Regions from separate parts of the Gossypium hirsutum genome. Here region 1 is linked to region 2. Evidence: chromatin contacts called from public Hi-C data. All regions are on one chromosome and are shown on one strand. The core of a region is the stretch at or near the end of the contact, and the rest is flanking DNA. Distances in the headings are between cores, read along the strand shown.

Evidence for each region. A called contact is a pair of places that touch in the nucleus more often than the background predicts.
Region 1: a contact with region 2 is called in a Hi-C map of leaf, with 1.9 times the contacts expected there. The contact joins the promoter of LOC107954601 here to the promoter of LOC107954559 in region 2. A contact is called at or near these places in 2 of 34 Hi-C or Micro-C datasets (both in leaf).

What each region holds. Positions count from the first base shown.
Region 1 is chrD07:26,914,201-26,916,900 of Gossypium_hirsutum_v2.1, reverse strand. LOC107954601 reads right to left here and starts at 1,344. Exons shown (of 5, transcript XR_005915871.1): 1 at 860-1,344; 2 at 1-751.
Region 2 is chrD07:26,537,909-26,540,608 of Gossypium_hirsutum_v2.1, reverse strand. LOC107954559 (probable plastid-lipid-associated protein 11, chloroplastic) reads right to left here and starts at 1,302. Exons shown (of 5, transcript XR_001699608.2): 1 at 440-1,302; 2 at 288-353. It overlaps LOC107954560, which reads right to left. Exons shown (of 9, transcript XM_016890158.2): 6 at 2,485-2,537; 7 at 2,330-2,394; 8 at 2,181-2,239; 9 at 1,761-2,026. The coding sequence ends at 1,937.

The sequences.
Region 1 (2,700 bases), core at 95-2,594, 380 kb before region 2:
CCTAAGTACAAATCCTCTTGTGGTGAGGAATACAAAGTATTTTACACTGCATTATGGTCTTTAAACATTCCAGGGAAAATTAAAATACATATTTGGAGGTCGGTGAATAATTTGGTGCCTCATTTTTGTAACTTGGCGAGGGGGTCCTTGTGTGCAGTAGCTTTGTGCCCGCTGTGTAAGGAAGAGCTGGAGAATTCTGATCATTTGTTGTGGTCATGTCGTATTTTGCAGAAGGTGTGGGTGTCGTTATCTGTGCAGATTCCTCTTTTCGATGATTCAGTGGGACACTCGCTCCGTTTTGTCAAATGTTTTCTGTAGCTGAGGAACATCAAAAACAATTAATTGTGATTTCTATTTGGAGTCTTTGGTTCTATAGAAACAAACTTATCCATGAAGGGGTTATTTTTTTGCTGCAGGAGGCTTTGGGGTTTATTCGGGGATATGTGCACAACAATCGGATTTATTCGATATCTCTCTGTTCCTATCCTAGATCTCTGACTAAGGAGATATGGAGACCACCAGATCTGGGTGTTACTAAGTTAAACTTCGATGCGTCTTATCTAAATACGGAAATGCTTGCTGTTACAGCTGTCCTAGCCAGAAATTCACAGGGTGAGATTATAGGGGCAGAAACTTATCTTTTTTCTGATGTTGTGGATGCGTTTGTGGCTGAAGCAAGGGCTTGCGAAAGGGCGTTAATCTTTGCGCGAAGAGGATGCTTTTCCAACGACTGATTGTGGAAGGCGATTCGCTGACAGTTATCAATAATGTTCAAAGGAAGGGGAAGGACAAATCGGTGCTCAGACCGATTACACATCATATATACATGTTAGGTATGGCTTTTGAGGAGGTTTCTTACCTTGCAGTGCCTCGATCGATTAATGAAGCGGCTCATTTACTGGCACTGGAGGGTCGTAGACGAAAGTTCTTTGGAGATTGGCTCACCGGTGTGCCAGATTCTGTCCGTGTTGCGGCTTTACAAGATCGCTTGGCTTGGGACCAACGGAACTGAGTTTCTGTTGTTGTGCTTTGAAAATGGAAGTGGATCCTTTGTGGGGCTTGTTCTCTTGTTCTTTCTTATTCCAGATGCTGATGATGAGGAGAGCTATGGCTGATATTGAGGGTAGGTCAGTGGTTTCTTGGCTTAAGTTTTGGCTTCTGATGGGTTGGTTCGATAGTTTCTAGGCATTTGATTGTTTGTTTCTTTGTTTCTTTATTTTGCTCTGTTTTTGTTTTTTCTCTGTTGGTGCTTGCCAACTGTCCAGTTTGTCGGTTCTGTTTTCTTTCTTTTGACTTTTCAGAAGCTGTTGTCATGAGCTATTCTTTTACATAATATCAGTCTATTTCATTCAAAAAAAAAATTATTTTGAGTTCAAATTGTGCAACATGAACTCCTTGCTCACTAAGTGAGTAAAAATCAAAATTATATAACAAATATATTTATAAAAAAAATTGATATAAATACTAATTGAAGAATGATAAAATTATATATAAAGATGTAATAACCAAACTCATTAAAAGATTCAATAGTAGAGATATTTGGCTGATGCAGGTGTTGAAATTTATAATATATAGTTGACCAATCTTGAATTAAGCTGTCTATTTTGGATGAACCTTAGAGGTGATAAATAATTACCAACGTAGGCTCTTAGATATTTTTTTGGGCAGTTTGGGTGGAGGCTATCGATCTGCAATAGTAAGAGCTAGGGTTAGCATAGACTAATTTTAGCCTAGAATCTAGATTATAGTAATTGGACTCACCATTGTTAAATAGCTGGAAATAAATAGGTTATCTAGCTTTTCCATAAAAAAAAAACCTAAATAGGGTTTGCAAGCTAACTTTTGGATACAGAATACTCCACTTTAGGATGAGTTCTCATAGATTTTTTCTAAATTAGAAACTTCGTCAGTAGTTTATGCATTCACTATGTTATTATAATCCAAGTTGTTTTTCTGCATGTGCACCTCTCTCTCTATATATAATTTCTCAGACTGCAACTTTTTTTTAACCCCACAAAAAAACATGCATACGTTCTGCGATGAAGACAAAATTATCATAAAATGTGAACAAAATTATCACAATATATGGGAAGTGTTGGTAAAAAAAAACACTCAGTAATCAAGAAAATTTTATGTATTTTTTTAGTGAATACACATCTTATTGAAAGATCAAAGCTATATTTATAAATACTAACAAATTTTTTTTAAAAAATTTGAAATCAAATCTAAATTTTGAAAATAAATCTTGTTACAACCGCATATCTTTGACTGATTCCTAGCAGATTCTTAGGCATAACTTTCAACATTCCTCCTTAACTCAGAAGATGCAACACCTAGTCTTTTTCATAGAAACTCAAATCTTGTTCTAGAAAGAGCTTTAGTTAAAATATCTACAATTTGAATTTTGGTATTGCAGTAGACAAGTTATAGTTCTCCTTCCTTCTGAACTTCCCTCAGAAAGTACAATTTTATTTTGAAGTGCTTTGTTTTTCCATGAAAAAACAGATCATTTGCAATGGATATAGCAACTTGATTGTTTATGACCACGTACCTTAGTACTCAGTTCTTGCTTCATATATAAATTTGTTAGCTACTTCCTAAGCCATAAAGCTTAATTTACGGTTGTGGCAGTAGCAACATACTCTGCCTAGCAGTAGATTGAGCTACTATGTCTTGCTTCATTGAACACCATGAGAAAAC
Region 2 (2,700 bases), core at 53-2,552:
CTTACAATCAGAAAAACACTTCTCGGCTTTCTCAAAAAGAACAGGAAACCGTATCCATAAGAAATTGCCATCAAACACAAGAAAATATTCACTATCAGTATTAAACATGTTTTTACCGAATTGCAACTTAAGAAAAGGCATCAAGGAGGAGTGGACCTTATTGTCAAATGCTAAACTTGGAACCCAGAGTTCCTAATGTAAATCAAGACCTAAAATTATGTATTACTGCAAAATAAATGAGAATTACTACAGTCAATAATATATATAAAAAAGATACAAGTACTCACCAACCCTGCCCAAATGGAGGCAATGGGAACTCCCAGTTTTTCCCCCTGAGAACCGCACTCGTAAACCTACAAATTCAAAATCCAATTTTGTTCAGTCGTTAAGCGAGAGGAAAAGAAGGAAAAGTAGGTTTTGCAGAAGAAGAAGTAATTACTTGAAATTCACTCTCTGGGACGACGCAATTTCAATGCTGGACCGAACGAAGAAAACTCCGTCGGGTGGAAAGGTAATGACGTTATTGAGAGTCTTGTTGTCGACGTCTATGACCTGCAAAACGTCGCCTGCTTGAGTACCGAAGAGGTAAGCTTTCTCTATAATGAAGAGCTGCTCTTTCTCCGTAGTCCATAGAAGCCGCCACGTGGCGGATAGGGAGTCGCCTGTGGTGACAGTATTGCGGCCCAGAACGGCCATGGCATCAATGGCTTTGATTATTGAATCGCGTTTGTTAGTGTCGTTTTGGGTTTTGAGACCCCGCTCCTGGTCGGAGATGAGATTGAGGAGGTGGTGTTTGGCTGATTGGGATTGGGTAGTGAGGGAGGAGCATGTGATTTTAGGTTTAGGATTATGAGGAGGCCGTGGTTTTTGTTTGGTGGTAGTGGAGACAGTAAGAGGAGACGATAGAGTGAGAGCTGCGAGTGACATGGTGATTGGGTTTCTCTATTTCTTCGCGCCACCACCAACAGATTAAAAAAAAAATTGAAATTTGTGGTTCAAACACAGTGGGAATTTGGGGGATAAAACTGTAATCAATGGCGTCCAATCTCCCAATTTCAATTTTCTGGGCCAACCCAAAATAGATGTTTATGATTGGTTGGGATCGACACCAGTAACCGAGGAATACTATACGTGAATTGAAGGCTTTTTCCGATTTCTTGCTTGCTTGTCTCCTGCCTGACATTGTTCTAGGATGGCATGGCGGCTTCATAGCTCTGTGTCGTTGCCTGCTTTCACCTTTCAAATGCATGTGAGCTTAGAGCTTATCTGTCTGTTTTTTAACATTTTACAAAGAGAAGCTCATACTTGAGCCGATGGTGAAATTTTGCTAATTAAAAGATTTACCGCGAAACTTGCTGAATACACAATGTTGTGTTTTTCTTCTTCTTTTTAATCAAGTATTCCTGCTGATTCAAGATTTAATATTCATCTTAATTATCAATTTTACAGTTATAAAAATAGACTACAAGTATACCAAATACTTTAACTTATTTTTAAATAATAATAATATAACCATAAGAAAATGAAAATACTTAATTCAAATTTATTTTTGAAAAAGATATAATTGAAAGAACTATAATATATCACTTGCTTCCCTTTGTGATTAATAATTTATTTTTCTCACAACCCAGACATAGGGTTAATGACATATTCGTGCTGGTTTACTACAATTCTATTTCCATAGATTGGACCAAACTAAGAGGCCTTGAGACCTTCTAAGTTCAGAAACCAAGGCCCTAAAAATGGAATACTAAAATTCATGTAGGAAGTTTGTTTATTTTATACATGTTCCCCGACGTGTAAACATCAGGCTCCAATTAAAATTTGAATACAATGATAGAACCTCCACCCAAAATGTACTCACTCAAAACATCTTGTGTTAGTGATGAAAACAGTGACATGTGAACTTAACAAAATAGCAGGGACAGGAGATGCATCAAACTGCAATTCCATGATTACTAATTTTTGAAACCTCCTTTGTCAAAACATTCCGTTCTCGCTTTGCCTGAGACGCAAGGTTGGAAACCTGCAAATCAATTATTCCATATAAGCAATGTTTCCAAGGAAAACAGCAGCAGTCATCCAGGTTTATGGTCTATGCATTTCATTATATGACAATCAATATACTTATATATATATATTCAAAAACCAAGTCCATTCATAATATTCGGAGAACATACCTGCGATCGAAACCGAGATGCTTCTCTGCTTGGAAGTTCTCCAAGGGTATCTTTTAGTCCTGATGCGACATAATATAAGGAAGTTTTCTCAGCCATACAAATGCTGAAAATAATTCAATGAACCTAATTGAGAGAAAGTACTTGAATACCTGCTGCTTGTCTTTCAATCTTATAAGCTGACTGAATTACACTTCGGATCTGCTTGCCCGCTTGCCTGAAACAAAATTGAATATGTCCAATGGCAATAATTAGCCTCAAGAGGCAGAAGTTAACATTACACTGCACTTCATTTGAAATTACAAACCTGAGTTTTGTCTGGCCACGGATCAGCTCGTCTTCGGCTACTGATGCACTTCGCTGGAAGCATAAATTTATGAAATATATTTCATATATGCTTGATTAAAGGACTTAAGTTGATCTAGGGAAATGATCCACTATAATTTGTGCAATACACATTTCCTAATGATATTCTAATGTACATTAAAGTTTTACCAAATAGGAACTAGAAGTCAATGTAATT